Linked DNA regions of Mus musculus: region 2 is linked to region 1. Evidence: chromatin contacts called from public promoter capture Hi-C data. All regions are on one chromosome and are shown on one strand. Each heading gives the region's core, a stretch centred on a gene start, on an enhancer-like site or on the middle of the called end of the contact. The rest is flanking DNA. Distances are from core to core; before and after follow the strand shown. Region 1 overlaps Nod1 (nucleotide-binding oligomerization domain containing 1). Region 2 has its middle 15 kb from the start of Gm38539.

Region 1 (4,798 bases), core at 2,200-4,699:
CTCGCCGCCAGGGGCATCAGTGCGGACTACCTCAAGCTGGCCTTTTGCAACGCTTGCTCTGCGGACTGCAGCGCCCTGTCCTTCGTCCTGCATCACTTCCACAGGCAGCTGGCCCTAGACCTGGACAACAACAACCTCAATGACTATGGCGTGCAGGAGCTGCAGCCTTGCTTTAGCCGTCTCACGGTTATCAGGTGAGGCTGAAGGGCTTGGGGCCATATGACTAGTAACCTGGTTTAAGATTCTTGGTCTGTCCATTACACAAGGGCTCAACCCTTCTGTCTGAGAATGGGTAGGGGAGGCAAGGAGGAAAGCGAGCCAGGTAACCAGATCAGATCCAGCTGGGTATCCTGTAACCAACTGCAATTTCAGGAAGCTCAAGGGAGAGTCCTAGCATGGCCAATCTAACAGCCACACAAAAATATTATAAGAGTGTGCTTTTGTTTTAATCCCAGGAGCAGGGATGTGGGGCTGTGTTGGACTCTGTAGCCGCTGACTATGGTTTGCCTTGTACTCTAACGGAGGCATGATTTTGCCAGCTGCAGATAGTTTCTGCAGTTGTATGACGTTTGGAACTCCAGGAACTTTTCAGAGGGTATATAAATGCTAAAGCCCCAAAAGAGTTAGTGGTTTTAGTGGTTTCTGGTCATTCAGATGGGATTGGTTGGGGTCTGTTTGCCATGCTCAAAGAAGAAAAGAAGAAATTAGATTCTCTCTCTCTCTCTCTCTCTCTCTCTCTCTCTCTTCCATCCTTCTTTCTCTCCTTTCTAGTGGCAGGAGGTAAAACAGGGTGTGGATAAAGGGTGGGAAAAAGAAGAACCCACAAAGTAGCAAAGACCAGCAACATTCCCTGTAGAGGCAGGGGCTGCTATTGCCTTGGAACGATATTGCCCATTTAGGCAAATAGGAAGCAGAGACAGAAAAGTTAAGGAATTGCTCCAGGCCCCACAGCTGAGACGTGGTGGGGCCAGAAGGGGAAGAGCTGCCCTTGAAGATGAGCTTGAGGCTCAGAAAGAGCAGAGTCTTGCCTTTGGCTCCTGGTATCTGGTGTGGCCCCAGGGAAGGCAGACTATGAACTAATCGGCCTTGCTTCTCCTGAGAAAGGCAGCCCATACCTGCTGTCTTCACATAACCTGCTGTCTTCGGGTGATTTTCCTGCTTGATAGTAGAAATGAGAGGCTACTCTGCTTCTCCTGCTAACATTACCTGCAGGAAACAAACAAAGTCTCTGCAGGGACTTCGGTCTGCCAGAGTTTGGCTCATGCAGTTCTGTAGAATAGTGGAGTTTTGGAGCTCATTCTTAGGCCTGGGAACTAGGTGAAAACCGTGTGGGGACTCGGTGTGTATGAAGCTGAAGACAGAAGGCAGCCTAGAACCGAAGACTTCTGTAAGAAGGAGCTCAGGAGCAGAGTGGGATCCTGCCCTCTCTGGCCATTCTCCACACCCACAGAGGAAAGAACAGCTTATAGGAAAGCAGGGCTTATATTATGGTTGACCTCACAGAAGCACTTTGAGTCCCTTGAAGACATCAGGTAGGATTAATTGTAGTAAAGAGGTTGAGAAAACATCAACTCTTGGTGGCTTACATATATCTTATTTCTCTCTGGAGCAAAGTCTAGGAATATGTGATTAAAAGCTGATATGTTGTCTCTCTGATTCAAACCCAAAATCCAGCTCTCTTTTGCCTTACTACCTGGCTTCTATATCCTGACCCAATATGGCTACGCAAGATGGTCACTCCAGCCAACTACTTAGTATTGTAGCCAGATGGAATCACAAAAGGGACATGTCTTGTTTTTAATTTTTTTCTTCAGTATTGGAGTTTGAACTGGAGGCACCATACATACCACACAAGCACTTACCATTGAGCCACACTCGTAAAAAGCTATTGTCAATGAAACTGAAGGGACACTAGCCAGCACGCGCATGGATCTGTCGGACTTCGCTCTTCTTCCCCATTCCCTCTGCCTTGCTAAAAACAATTGAATGGCATTGCTAAAGCTAACCCCAGCATCTGTTCCCTTATTTGGATACTTCCTCCTCCTGAGACTGACCACCGAAGTCCAACTATCAGAGAGTATTGAAGTCCTGCAATCAAAAGCCCCCTTTTTGGCTCACCCAATAAACATGCCCAGTTAATATTAAACACCTCATCCTAACACAGGGTTTCCCCTTCTACCTTTATAAACTGCCATTCTCCTTTGTACTGCATCTGTCTTCTCCTTATCCAGAGGCAGTCCTTTGTCCCTATGGGGACAAGTACCCTTCCCCCCCACCCCTTTGCTCCTTTACCCTTCTCCCTCATACACTATCTCCTGTCTTTGTCTCTTATTCCTGCCCTCTGTCCCCTCTGGAGCAAAGAAATCGCCTTTGTGCTTAGAACTTGCTCTTGGGGGTCCTGAGCTGATACCATTTCTTACAGGTATGGTGGAGGAGAAGGTTTATTGTAAATATGAGGGAGAGCATAGCCCGAGGCAGACATCTGGGAGTGTCTGAGGCTAACAGGACCAGATCAAGCTGGGCCATGTGGGGAGATGGGGGAGGGGAGAGCCAGGAGATGGGAGACCAATAGTCTAAAAGAGCAGAAAGAGTGAAAATGAACTGGCATAGTCATGTCTGGATTATATAGGGAAGAGCAGCTGGGGGAAGGACAGCCCAATCCCTGGGCCGGACAGGTCAGGGCAGAGGGCAGGGTATGCTGGCAAGGAGCAGGTATGGACTGAGGGATGCTGGGAGAACCTGACAGCCAGGGTCTGCTCTGATATGTTAGACATCTCAGCCTTCTGTCCCCAGGTTTGAGACCTAAGGGCATAGCTGTGCTGTGGGCACCCTGGGCTTGCGCTGAGAGAGACCATACTCTTGGGGACAGGTTCTGAGAGGCTGCCCTTATCTTTTTGATGTGGCTTGATAATACATCTTTTTCTGTTCACTTTTTATTTGTCGTGGATGTCAGTTTGGGGTCCAGCTCAGCCGCAGCTTGTGCTAGTAAGGGTTTATTGGCGCGTAGCCACACCCTTTGTTTGCTTCTCCGGTTGTTTCTCTCAGTAGGGTTGAGCATTTTGCCAGTTGGTTTGAGTGTAGAAAGTCTGCTGCCCCCATCCTGTCCCCTCATGAGGGGTGTGGGTGGGGGGTCCTGCTCATACCTTGTCTCTCAGCTGCTTTCCCTCTTCATGGTCAGGGTAGCTTGTTACAGAGATCGCTTGGTGGGTGGGGGTGGGGAGAAAAAGGGAAATGGGCAAGGGGGCGAAGAGGAAGGTTCTCGGTAGCTCAGGGGCATATCAGCCTAGCATGCTGCAAGCCCTGGACTTATTGGACTCCCAATAAATACATACACTCATGTACATTTTGGTCATGAGAAGCTATTCTGCTGGTTCTGAGATAGGCTGGCCTTTGACCTATAGGGAAGCAGCCCCTGAGGCCCTGTTTTCCTGTTTGTCTTGTGGCCAGTGCCCAATCTGGCCCGCACAGGCAGCATTTGCACTGGGAGTCAGCTGGAGAGGGTTGCTGCCAAGACCCGCCCTTTCCCAGAAAGCTTCTGATTTCCCACCCAGAGCTGCTTCAAATGAGCAATCTCCGTAGGCAGCAGGATGCTCGACCTTCTCCTGCATTGGAGCTGGGTCAGTTCTAGTGGGGACTGTGCTGTCCTGTATTTTGCAAGTTATCTCATGCCCTGACCCCACTCCTAAAAGGCAAGGGTACCCTTAGTGGCAGTGATCTCTAAAGGTGGCCCCACACAGTTCAGACTTCATGCTCCCCACTGTGTAGAGAGGATGGAGAAGCCACACCCAAAATGCAGGATGTTGGAGGTTGCTGGCTGCACATGCCCTTCTTGGTCTCCGTGACCCTTCTGTTTCAGGGCTGGGCTACAGTCTTGTTGCTGGTCCTGCCTATAGACATTTTTGGACTGAGTATGGCCATCTTCACTGTTGTGTTTTAGACTCAGCGTCAACCAGATCACCGACACGGGGGTGAAGGTGCTATGTGAGGAACTGACCAAGTATAAGATCGTGACGTTCCTGGGGTGAGTCTCGCTTGAGGATCCTGGGCCTGCTACCTGGTCATAGTTCTAAGCAGCAGAAGATTAGCAGGCATGTGGTCCACTGGAGACAGAAACCATGGCCAGTGCTGGCATCCTCCAGCCTCAGCCTCCACGTGCTGGGCTTACAGGCATGCGTCACCACATGTGTTCTGGGTTCTGTTTTAGGCTCAACCAGTATCTAGGTAGGATCTGAGCTCATCACAAACTCACGGAGCCCCAGCTTCCTTACTTTAACAGTTGAGACCCAATCCGGGCATGCTGGTTTGGAGGATATGAAGAGAAAGCATATCGGGATAGGTTTTGTAGAGGTTAAAATGCCTGTTTATACATTAGACTTGTCTACTTCAGATCTATTCCTAGGTCAAAAGCAAGGGGCATGTATGTTGAAAAGTAGTAATTCCGCCAGAGGGGTCCTAGCTAGTACCTTCTTCAAATACCTCAGAAAAGGGAGTGAATACTCAGAACCAAGTAGGGCTAAGTAAAGACCACACAGAGATCCAAGTCAGTTGCTAAATCAGTGACAAAGAGCTTTGGGTTTTGGCATTGAAGTGAAGGCAGGTGGCCCCATGGCTGCTGATTTTTCTGTCACTTCATACCCCTGGACCTCAGTCGTGGACCCTGGGGCATGAGGACACATAGTCAAAAGGTCCCATGCTCCGCTCTGTTACATATGATGGGGGACCGCAGAGAGGAGCCTTACTGCTTTACTGATCTTACATTTCAATCAGAATGGATAGGGAAAATAGTTTTGTAAAAAAA
Region 2 (4,765 bases), core at 1,042-3,541, 77 kb before region 1:
GTGCTTGCCTGCACACATGAAGTCCTGGTACTGTATGATGATGGCGATGATGATGGTGGTGGTGATGATGATGGTGGTGATGGTGGCGACGACATCAGCCCAAGGGAAGAACTAAGCCATATCAGCTGCTCAGGGCTGATGCTACTTGTTTGGGTTTGGTTTTTGTTTTTGTGGAAGAAACCCCAGGTATGTCATGCTTGGCCCATCCTCCTTGGTCTTGAAGGGTTGAACACAGGAGCCAAACAATAGCAATCACCCTCAGGAGGGAGGGTCAGGGGGAGAGGGAGGGCTCAGGGGAGAGGGAGGGCTCAGGAGGAGCTAAGGAGGAGAGGGAGGGCTCAGGAGAAGGAGGGCTCAGGAGGGAGGGTCAGGAGGAGAGGGAGGAGCTAAGGAGGAGAGGGAGGGCTCAGGAGAAGGAGGGCTCAGGAGGGAGGGTCAGGAGGAGAGGGAGGGCTCAGGTGTAGAGGCTCAGGAGGAGAGGGAGGAGCTAAGGAGGAGAGGGAGGGTCCAGAAGGCAATGCACTGCCTTGGGGGCCACAGAGCTCGTAAGGGAGAGGCAGAGCATGAGGTCTTGCAGGCTTAGACAGTTGCTCACGTCACCCCCAGGAGAGCTCACTCAAGGCCCACGGAGAACTAACATCCTTCCACTTCATGAGATGCGCTTTGAGTTCCTTTTAGCATCGCCTTGGGCCACCCAGGTGGTCCTGGGCATTGCGTTTTCACTTAACTGCTGGAAAGATTTGACCTCAACTCAAGAACCCACTTCAGTTCTTCTGGTCAGGAGTTCTGGGCACTCTGGTGAAGGGCGCTCTCAAACGCGCCCAAAACCAACCAGGAGGAATTCAGCAGGGAGAGGGCTCAGTTAACTCCTTAGCAAGATCACTCCTTAAGAGGTAGGGAAGGGAAGAGAAAACTTGAGAAAATACACTGAGATCCGAAGCCGAAGCAGCTAAATTTGTAAGTCTCTTTAGGAAATGAATACTGACTACCTACTCTGTATCAAGGGACATGTTTCATGTTTAAAGATCCTAAAATAGCTAGGCTACCACTCAGCTTTGGCACCTCGCTGAACAAGGGTGAAAGCATTTGGATGTTTAGGGAAATTGTCAAGAGTTGCGATCCCCAGTGCTTAGATCTGCGCGGCTCAGTGCTAGAGCAGGAAGCTTGATCCCCAGCACTACAAAACAAAACCTGCATGCTGGGGAGAATCGGGAAGTTTAGGAAATTTAAAACAGCTTCCCCTTCTGTCACGAGAAATAACCACCTCTCTGCCTATGGCTATAATACGGTTATGAGATGAGCACTAAAAATGTAACGTTTATTCTTGGCCAGAGAACTGGAGAAGCCTGGAGACCAGCAGAGACTATTTATTAGTCAGCTGATCTCTAAGAACTGACTTTGGCTTTGCATATCTGTGTGGTAAGGCCTGTGGTGGACTCATTCCATCCACACCCCACGCCGTGGGGCCACCACAGCCCTGGCTTTGCAGGTGAGAGATGTATTGAGTCAACAAGTGGCATCGATCAGAATCACCCCAAATCTCTTATTCTCAAAGTCTGAGGCAGCCCACAGTTGAGAAGGGACAGAAGCTCTGTTACTTTCTAGAAAGACAGATCCGTGATCACATGGTCCCAGAGCTCAGACTTCATCTTCAGGAGATGGTGGGATACTATGGACCGATAAGGGCTGAAAGAGCTGTATCCTCAAAAACAAAACAAACTAAACCAAGCAAGCAACAACAACCCGAGCGAACCTGGTCTCTGCCAATTCTCTAACAGAGATGTAAAGCGAGAAGGGAAAGCTGTGGCAGGAGAGAATGCCTGTGCTTGCCAGTGTAGCGCTGCCCCCTAGTGGAAATAATGTTGTCTAACATGGTTCAGCATGACTGGCTGCCAGGGATACTCCTAGGCGAGGGAAGAAATGAAAGGAAAAGAAAGTGGAAAGGCTTACATGGTGTGTATTTCCCGGTATTCATTTGGGCAGCACTAGGAATTGAATCTAGGGGCCCTGGCATGCCAGGAACGCACTCTACCACACTCCATGTGTCGCATATTCTCCCCCTTTGTTGCTGCCACCGTTGTTTGGTTTTTGATACAGGGTCTTGCTATCTATGTAGCTCAGGCTGGCCTGGAGCTCTGAATCCCCCCACCTCCCCCGCTTCACCTAACCCAAATCTTCTCAAGGTCTTTTGGCATGTTTCCTTGTATGCATATTTCCTTTGTTACAATGAGCTTACCCCTGACTTCCCATCCTACAGTGCTTCAGATGATGACTAAACTTCATCTAGCTGTCTGCAGGACTTAAAGGACAGCATCACAGGGCTCTTGAGAGTGGAGAGGGGTGTTGTTTGACATCCCACGCCTGCTGGGACCTGAGATGGGGCTGGCCCCATGCCCTTTGCTGAAATGCAGGCTGCTGATTTGGGATCAAGGTGAAAAAAAGCAACTAAGTAGGAGCTCTGGTAAATTCCCTCCCTCCATCCTGAGAACGCCAGGGGAGGAGCATGGGTGGGAGTGGCTTGCAGTCTACACAGCTTGCTTTGATCTTGTGCAATGTAGCCGGCCCACCTTAATCTGAGGTTGTGCCTAACACAGCTCCCTACTTTATGGAAGCTCTAGTCACGAGAGCCAGCAGGTGGCAGCCTCCAAGTGCGCCTTCTTGCTGAAGAACAGGGAATATGCATGCGCTAAGTGGATTATTATTCAGACACAAAGAGGAAGTGAATGTTGTTACACAAATACACAGAAGGAGCCTTGAGGACATATGCCAAGTGACATAAATCACATACAAAAAGACAATCATCACATAATTTCATTTACATGGTATGCTGGCTAGTTTAAGGTCAATTTGACAGCTAGAGTCATCTGAGAGGAGGGAGACTTGATTGAGAAAATGCCTCTGTAAAATCAGGCTGCAGGCAAGCCTGTGGGGCAGTTTCTTAGTGATTGAGGTGAGAGGGCCAGCTCCCTGTGGGTGGCACTACCCCTGAGCTGATGGTCTTGGGTTCAATAAGAAAGCAGGTTGAACAAAACATGAGGGGCAAGCCTGTAAGCAGGACTCCTCCAAGGCCTGTGCATCAGCTCCTGCCCCCCCAGGTTTCTGCCCAGCCTGAGTTTCCTGTCTTGGCTTCCCTCTGTGATGGGGTGTGACCTGGTAGTGTGAGCAAAATAAACCCTTTTCTCCCCAAGTTGCTTTTGGTCCTGGTGATTCATCAAAGCAATAGAAACCCCAACTCAAGCATATGAGGTATTTAAAGTGGTCAAGTTCATAGAAGCGGAAAGTAGAATGCAGGCAACTGAGAGCTAAGGAAGGTTCTAACACCCAGATGCATGGTCTGCTGCCTCCTAGCATCTGTGGCTTCAGATGAGGGGACAGCTGAATATAGAGGAAAGTCAAAGTAATAGAATTGATGTTGCGAGGGATTTGCAAATATTTTTGCTTAGAAGACATTAGAATTCTGGAGCTGACCAGTTCCAGAGTGCTGCTATTAAAGGCATTTGAAACCACAGTTGGTCATGTTTGTTTCTCTTAACTAAACTATAGCCTGCAACCATGCTAGCCCTGAAAGTTACAGGAGCCTCAAAAGAATTATGGGAATGCCAGAGGGGAACAAAAGAGACACTAGACTTGTCCTCCAGCTAGGTACAGGCTAATTAGGATGCTGAATGCAAAATGGGTCCAAATGGCTTTTAAAAATTGTGTTTATGATGCAGCCCAGTGTGAGAACTCCTCAGTGGTCTGATGTCCTGCTGCTTAAACGATGCTAAGTGCTTTATCTCAAGCCAGTATCCAGTGGATGATAACTGCATCAAAAACACCAAGCCAGGAATGTGGTTCATGCCTGAATCTGAGCCATCCTCAGAACAAGGGGACCTGAGCAGGTCCTTCCGTTTGTGTGGTAAACACTTCACCAGCTGAGCCACCTCCCAGGCCCCACCTCACTACTGGATAACTCACTACTTTCGCAACTGCTTTGCTTCTCTGGTGACTTCTCTGGTGGTTTGAATGAGAATGGCTCCTACAGGTTCTTACCTTAGAACACTTGGCCTTCAGTTGATGAAACTGTTTTAGGAATTACTGGGAGGTGTGGCCTTGTCGGAGAAGGTTTGTCGATGGGGCAGGTGATGAGCTTTGGGGTTTCAAAAGCCCATACCAGGCCCAGTCTTGCTGTCTCTCCGCATCCAAATTGCCAATAAGATATAAGCTCTCAGCTACTGCTTCAGCGCCATGCCTGCCCACCTGCTGCCATGTGCCCTGCCATGATGACCACAGACTCACCCTCTGAAACTGTAAGCAATCCCCTATTTAAATGCTTCCTTGTATGAGTTGCTTTGGTCATGGTATCTCTTAAACAGTAACCAAGACAGTGGCATCTGTATATGATGGATGTCCTTCACACGTGAGTGCCCATGGTGCTTTAAACTAAACTCTCTGAAACATTCTTTGTACGTTAATGGCAACATGAAAGATGGGGGAGTCTAATTGAGAAGGGGGTTAAGGTGTAGACCGTACAGAATTGTGGCACCTATAGGATACACAGGAGAGATGTGGTGAAGAGGAAAGAGAAAGGCAGAAAGGAAGACTGTGGAAGGTGTGTCACCCAGGGGCACACAAGATAAAATGCTGAGTCATCACAATGTTGTCCATACTGCCTTCTCAGGGTAGCTGGGAAGGAGGAGGAAGAGAGAGGACTAAGCAGAGTTGCTAGAACCTTCCATGGGGGTGGTCTTAGTCAAGGTTAAGATGCCTGTGATGAAACACCAGG

Evidence for each region. Capture Hi-C pulls out chosen DNA fragments and counts their contacts.
Region 2: a promoter capture Hi-C map of adipose tissue shows a contact between it and region 1. The contact joins two enhancer-like sites. A contact is called at or near these places in 3 of 484 Hi-C or Micro-C datasets (the G1E-ER4 cell line, embryonic fibroblasts and embryonic stem cells), 2 of 115 datasets of contacts at active chromatin or transcription factors (embryonic stem cells and pancreatic cancer cells) and 2 of 9 other capture datasets (adipose tissue and pancreatic islet).

Annotation. Positions count from the first base shown.
Region 1 is chr6:54,938,527-54,943,324 of GRCm38.p6, reverse strand. It overlaps Nod1 (nucleotide-binding oligomerization domain containing 1), which reads left to right. Exons shown (of 12, transcript NM_172729.3): 4 at 1-194; 5 at 3,938-4,021. Among named protein-coding and RNA genes, the nearest start is that of Nod1, 32 kb to the left of the region's middle. Within about 2 kb of position 3,449, at least 49 of the 459 cell types and tissues checked have an H3K27ac peak or open chromatin away from gene starts, as enhancers often do. A contact at or near this core is called in adipose tissue, where this site is marked.
Region 2 is chr6:55,014,262-55,019,026 of GRCm38.p6, reverse strand. No RefSeq gene overlaps it. Among named protein-coding and RNA genes, the nearest start is that of Gm38539, 15 kb to the right of the region's middle. Within about 2 kb of position 2,291, at least 106 of the 459 cell types and tissues checked have an H3K27ac peak or open chromatin away from gene starts, as enhancers often do. A contact at or near this core is called in adipose tissue, where this site is marked.